Regions from separate parts of the Mus musculus genome. Here region 1 is linked to region 2. Evidence: chromatin contacts called from public HiChIP or PLAC-seq data. All regions are on one chromosome and are shown on one strand. Each heading gives the region's core, a stretch centred on a gene start, on an enhancer-like site or on the middle of the called end of the contact. The rest is flanking DNA. Distances are from core to core; before and after follow the strand shown. Region 1 overlaps Gm46770 (a long non-coding RNA gene). Region 2 has its middle 15 kb from the start of Gm36597.

Region 1 (3,051 bases), core at 1-2,500, 340 kb before region 2:
AGCTTATGGATGCACAGGCTACCCCATCTTCATCTTCACCCGACCTCAGTGTGAGGAAGGTAGCATAAGCCTGCTAAGTGGTCTGAGCTCTGCTCACAGATCCTGTATGCTGGGACCTCAGAAGAGAAAATGTTGTCTTTGGGCCATGGCTTCCTATCTTGTTTATTCAGTTGGTAAGAGAAAAGCCAAAGAAGACATGAGAGGCACACCCACAGGTTTAAAAGACTGAACACAAAACAGAAAAGGACCTGCCCTGTGTTCCCTAATATTAAAGCCAGGGCAGAGAGAGATGTGTGTGTGTGTGTGTGTGTGTGTGTGTGTGTGTGTGTGCGCACATATGTCTGTTTGTTTTGCATCTGTGTATTGCTTTATTTTTTTGGCATTCTGCCTTTTCCCTACAGGACTTGAGAATGAAGAGGAAGCAGAGAAAAATAGTCAGTGTTAAACTGGTATTTGGAAATCAGTAGTTTCAGTGTGTGGTGCTGGATAGAATGCAGAATGTAAGTCTTTATATTAAAACATAATTCAGTTCTCTGGGGACTTAAGAGAAATGCAAATTCCTCGGCCCACCCTAAATTCAGTGATTTGTATACATGCTCAGTTGCAAGGGCCACACTTCTAAGAATAAGGAAACTCTCTTCTTTAAAACAGATACAGCTCGCTGGGTGTGGTGGCGCATGCCTTTAATCCCAGCACTTGGGAGGCAGAGGCAAGCAGATTTCTAAGTTCAAGGCCAGCCTGGTCTACAGAGTAAGTTCCAGGACAGTCAGGACTATACAGAGAAACCCTGTTTTGGAAAAAACAAACAAACAAACAAAAACAAAACAAAACAAAAAAACAAACTAGCAAAAAACCAAAAAACTGGTACAGCTCTCTAAAATGAGGCAGCAAATCACTTCTCTGGGGGGCATTCAAAAGAAGACCCAACAGCCATAAGCCACATGTATGACTAAAAAAGTGAGCACACCCAACAGAGTTGAAACCCCTATCTGGTTGCTCTTTTATTTAGCAACTATTGAGCAATAGGCGACAGGAAGAGAAGAATAGCAGATGTCACATGCTTCAGAAACTCTAAATCCTAGCATCCTCCTCCCTATGCTATGCCCCTGCCTGCTGCTCCTTGTTTTGACTACCAGACTTGGGTCAGTCTATGTGACTACTGACTGTGGTATGGCTTACTGTGGTCATTAGACCTCCCCACAAACCACTGCTTTCCTGCATGCCGCTGCTTCATACCCAGAAAAGGAGCATAGAGGAAGAAGCCATGACCCCTAAACGCCTGGAACTCCAAGTGAGAGGACTGAGGCAACTTCCTGGGCCATGCACAGTGACGCTACTTTCTCTGTCTTTTTGAGTCATGTCTTGTCACCCTTGCGTCACTGATTACTCAGCTGGGCTAAGAAATCCTGGGCTTGTATTTCATTCATAGGGAGAGGTGGGGTTAGAGGAGAAAGCTGCATGCCTTACCATGAGTTTGGTCCCTTGGGCACAATCCCTCAGGCAAATGGATGTTCCAGATTCCTGAGGCTTAGCACTTAGGGTAGATAGGGAGCAGGGAGTAGCTGTTTCCATTTACTTAAAAACATGAGCTATTATGCAAGTGAGGCACATTTGTTGGAGGAAAATCAGCGGAAGTGAAGAAATGAACCCAAACTCTAATCCTCACAACAATGGCTGAAAATGGGTTAGCAGGAAAACTAGCCTATGCATATCTGTCTCTGTCTCTCTCTTTTCCCTCCCTCCCTCCCTCCCTCCCTCCCTCCCTCCCTCCCTCTCTCCTTCCCTCCCTCCCTCCCTCCCTCCTGTGTGTGTGTGTGTGAGAGAGAGAGAGAGACAGAGACAGAGACAGAGACAGAGACAGAGAGACAGAGAGAAACAGACACACACAGAGACAGAGAGAGAGTAAATGTATGCAAATTGGGGCAATAGGAGAATCATGCTGTAATGATATTTTTCTCCATGGAAAGTTTTGTGAATATTTTTCAATTTGCCAAATCCATTATAAAGCTATGGAGCATTCTGTTAATCTTAATGTTTAATTTTCTAAGACTATAATTACTTCTGTGCCTGTATGCATCTGCATTATAAATACTTATGTATGCATATATTACCGTGTTCCTGTGTACATGCATGTGTGCCTATGTGCACATATACATGTATATATCGAGAGAGGTCAGAGGTGGAAGTTGGGTGTCTTCTTCAACCACTCTCTGCACCTTATTACTAGAGGCCGGGTTGCTCACTAAATCTGGAGTTTGCCAGTTTGGCTAGACTGTAGTCAGTGAGCTCCAGGGATCCCTCTGTTTCCAATGCTGGGATTACAGGTGTGTGTTCCCATGCCTGGCTTTTCACTTGTGTGCTGGGGATCTGACATCAGGTCCTGGTGATTACACAGTAGCCATTTTACTGACAGCAGCATCTCCCCAGCTTCATTTTACTTTTAAAGAAATCTTTGTAAAGTACCTCACGTACTTCTTTGCCTTCTTTCCCTCCTGTTTCCAAATCAGAAGCTGGGAATGTGACACAAATTTGTCTGTGGCTGCTTGGGGACAGCTATTATTTTTTTAAACCTAGTGAAAGTAAAGTTGAAAAGAGGAAGTGGCTTGGCAGAAAGAAAAGATATCTGGACTAGACATCAACAGTGACTCTGGTCATACTCAGGTTAGCTCTGGCCCTTGGGTACATTCTGGAACTATTCCTGCCTCTGCTTCCCTGATCTAATTAGGACTCACTTGGAAACACCTCTAGTCCCCTGTGGTTATGAAGAACATTCTTAAGCTTGCTACCTGCAGGATGGGTCCAGGGTGGAATTCTTGGTTATGACATCGTCTTCAATGTTTAGCAGAACCAGTCCACACCAGCAGGTGCCCTTTGGAGAAGACGGGATCCATTACAAAGGTAAGTTCATCACATTTCTTGGGGGACACGCTAAGGATGTAGGTTCCTGGGTCCAGCGCTGCTTCTCCAGATTCAGCCTCTGTGGGTGGGTGGGACTCAGAAAACCTGCTTTCTGATAAGCAGCTCTGAACTCCACCAAAGGAAGTTTAGCTC
Region 2 (2,990 bases), core at 485-2,984:
GGAGAAATTTTTGCCTCTGGGGTGGGAAAAGAGTCTAGAACGCTCTCAGTTGCCAACCACTTGCATCATCCGAAGCTTTGTAAAACACAAAGCAATTTGCTAAATCTGATTGGTCCTCACTGCTTTCCTACATGCCCTTCCTCTCAATCTCACTTTCACGCTCTCTCTTCCTCTCTCTCTCTCCCTCTCTCCATCCCTCTTTCTCTCTCTCCTTCCTTCCTTCTCTCTTTCCCTCATTTCTTCTGTAGCCCAGACTGGTGTCAAACTCACAATATAGTCAAGAATGACCTTAAACTTCTGATTCTCCTGCCTCTACTTCCCAAGTGCTAGGATTATGTGCATGTTGTATGTGGTGCTGGGGAGTGAACTCAGAGCTTCATGTATGAACATAAGCACACTACCAACTGAGCTGCATCTCAGCCAGACCATTTTCATTCAGATTTCTTTGGTAGTAAGACCTACTATGATGAGAAATCACAGCCACTGATAGATGTTTAATAAGCGATGAGTAGTGTTTTTGATCTATGGTGTTTCATGTTATGGATTATGTTTTAAATTTATCTATATGAGTGGCTTGTTCCCCTAAAGACATTATGAGCCACATTAATCCTGTATATTGTCATTCTTTATCCTAGAATAATGTGCGATCCTTCCTTTTTGTGGCAGACACCACTTTGGTTCTCAATAACCACCACTCCGACAGAATGAACACAATATTCTATTTTTTTCTCTCTATTGTGGGGTAAATAACTTTCCCTGCACTACTGAGCACAAGTATAAAGAGATGTGAACCAGAGATCTCTGAGTTGTGAACTCACCTGTCACTAGGAGTCTTTAATACTTCCTGTGAGATTATTATAATGATGGAAAATGTACTTCACTACTGGCCTTGACCATGTCACCTAATTCAGTCAATGAGCAAGCACAATGTAAAATCAGAGGCCTCACAAACTTGTGTGCAGGGGATGATGTCATTCAGCTGAATGAGGGGCTCAGAGGAAGACTAGCCAGACAGCCATAACAGAACAGAAAGAAAAAGAAGTGGAATGTAGTAGCCCACTAAAGATTGGCTGACTTGTTAGGAGCAGTGGCTCAGAAACCAGCAACCGTGTTTTTGCAGGTGGGATGACTGGGAGTCAGTATCTCTGGCTGTTGGCAGGTCTACTTGTTATCCTTGCTATCCAAGGGCTTAGATACTGCTCCTCCAAAGCATCGGGGACACACTGAGAAAGACCCACTAGACATTCTTGCTCAGAGTATAAGCACCTTCAGGTCTGTGAGACCAGAACAACCAGATGCTGTCCTTGGCTCCTCTGGTGCCTCACACTTACCTCTGGAGTCAAAAAGTGTAACCCTCTAAAGAAAAAGCACATGGAATAGAAGGTTGGTATTAAAAGCAAGCTTTTACCACCAAGTCTCCATGCCCTATGACTCATCCAAGAATGGCTCCTCTCACATTCCTGAGATGCCCATGGGCTGGAACAGGATAGACGTGTTCTTGTGAACTTTCTTATCAGAAGCTTGTGTAATCAGCCCTTTCTCTACACTTGGAAAGGCACACATCACCTCTTGCCCTTTAGAACTTCCAGCCCACTTACCATTTCCCTTTACTTCCACGGTCTTCACGTCATGGTTTGTGGACACCCACAGGAAACCCACCCTCTCTGAATATGACTTTCACTTCATCCTGTACAGTCACCCTGCTGAGCTGTGTCATAGGAACAAGACTCACAAGCATGCTTGCCAGAGCACGGGACCATCTCCCTAGTCGTCATCTCCTATTCATTCCTCATCTCCTCCTACTCTCTGTGCTTTGCACACACGGAAATATAGGAGAACTCAGGGCTGCTCACACATTCTCACAGCAGATGCACACACAGAAAACTGGATGTGGGATATGTGTCTACTCAGAGACCCAGGAAGGGAAGCCTGACCATCCATTACTGACTGCAGTTTCCCACTACTGTCCCAGATTTTTGCAACGTTCATGTCTCTCTGCTAACTCATCAGTCCCCCAAGTCAATGTTCTAGCTTGGATGTTCAATGCTTTCCTGCCTCTGGGAAGCTAATATGGATTACTTCCTAGAATCTTCCCTAGGAGGGAAGTGTGGACAATTTTCTAGAAGCTGAAGCACAATGCACCATTCCATCACCAACCTTGGTTTCTGGACCCTTCACAACTAGCAGTTTGGGGCTAGGTTTGCTATAATTCTCTTACCTCCTTCTGCTTCCAGATAGTCCCATTCAGATATATCCAGGCACTCCAACCCAAACTGCTGAAACCTTGGTTGGTTTCCAATTATCTTCTTGACACAACCTAGAGTCATCTGGAAAGGGAGTCTCAGTGAGGATTTGTCTAGAATACGTGGACCTGTGGGGGATTTTCAAAGCTGCCTTAGATGAGGCCAGAAGACTCACCTGGAATGTGGGTGGCACCTTTTCATGGACTGGGCTCTAGAATGAGCGACAAGGAGAAAGTGGGCTAAACACTGGCATGCATGAATTCATTGTTCTCTGTTCTTGACTATGGATGTAATGTGACCAGGTGCTTCTTGTAATATTAGAGTTGTGGCCAAATAAATGCAAACTCCCTTAAATTGTTTTTTCCCCTTCATGATATTTTGTCACAAGAACAAGAAACAAAATCAGGAAGCTCCTTCACCACATATTAATCCGAGCAGCAAGCCCCAAAGAGACAACTTCAATGGGTATCGCATACCTGCCCACCTCCTCTCCACATCTGTCCATGCTGCATAATCTACCTCAAAACCCAAGGTCACATTTGGCTACTGTAACTGCCTTCTTTCTGCCCTCCTATACCTAGCCTCTGATTCACTGTTTTACACATAGCATAAAAATAATCTCTTCAAATTGGGCCACTATTAAAGCAAGTACTAACCACCTCCCCTCTGCTCAGAGGGAGCTCCAGTGTTCAGGAGTCTCATAACCTCTCTGTAGTCAGGCCCAGATCTACCATTGGCCTCTCTCTC

The links. HiChIP or PLAC-seq counts read pairs in DNA pulled down with a chosen protein or histone mark.
Region 1: an H3K27ac HiChIP or PLAC-seq map of the NIH/3T3 cell line shows a contact between it and region 2, with 5 times the contacts expected there. The contact joins two enhancer-like sites. A contact is called at or near these places in 5 of 484 Hi-C or Micro-C datasets (adipose-derived mesenchymal stem cells, embryonic fibroblasts and uterus) and 2 of 115 datasets of contacts at active chromatin or transcription factors (the NIH/3T3 cell line and fibro-adipogenic progenitors).

What each region holds. Positions count from the first base shown.
Region 1 is chr2:148,520,485-148,523,535 of GRCm38.p6, reverse strand. It overlaps Gm46770 (a long non-coding RNA gene), which reads left to right. Exons shown (of 4, transcript XR_001783504.1): 4 at 2,843-2,898. Among named protein-coding and RNA genes, the nearest start is that of Gm46770, 40 kb to the left of the region's middle. Within about 2 kb of position 1,250, at least 136 of the 459 cell types and tissues checked have an H3K27ac peak or open chromatin away from gene starts, as enhancers often do. A contact at or near this core is called in the NIH/3T3 cell line and embryonic fibroblasts, where this site is marked.
Region 2 is chr2:148,183,630-148,186,619 of GRCm38.p6, reverse strand. No RefSeq gene overlaps it. Among named protein-coding and RNA genes, the nearest start is that of Gm36597, 15 kb to the right of the region's middle. Within about 2 kb of position 1,734, at least 54 of the 459 cell types and tissues checked have an H3K27ac peak or open chromatin away from gene starts, as enhancers often do. A contact at or near this core is called in the NIH/3T3 cell line and embryonic fibroblasts, where this site is marked.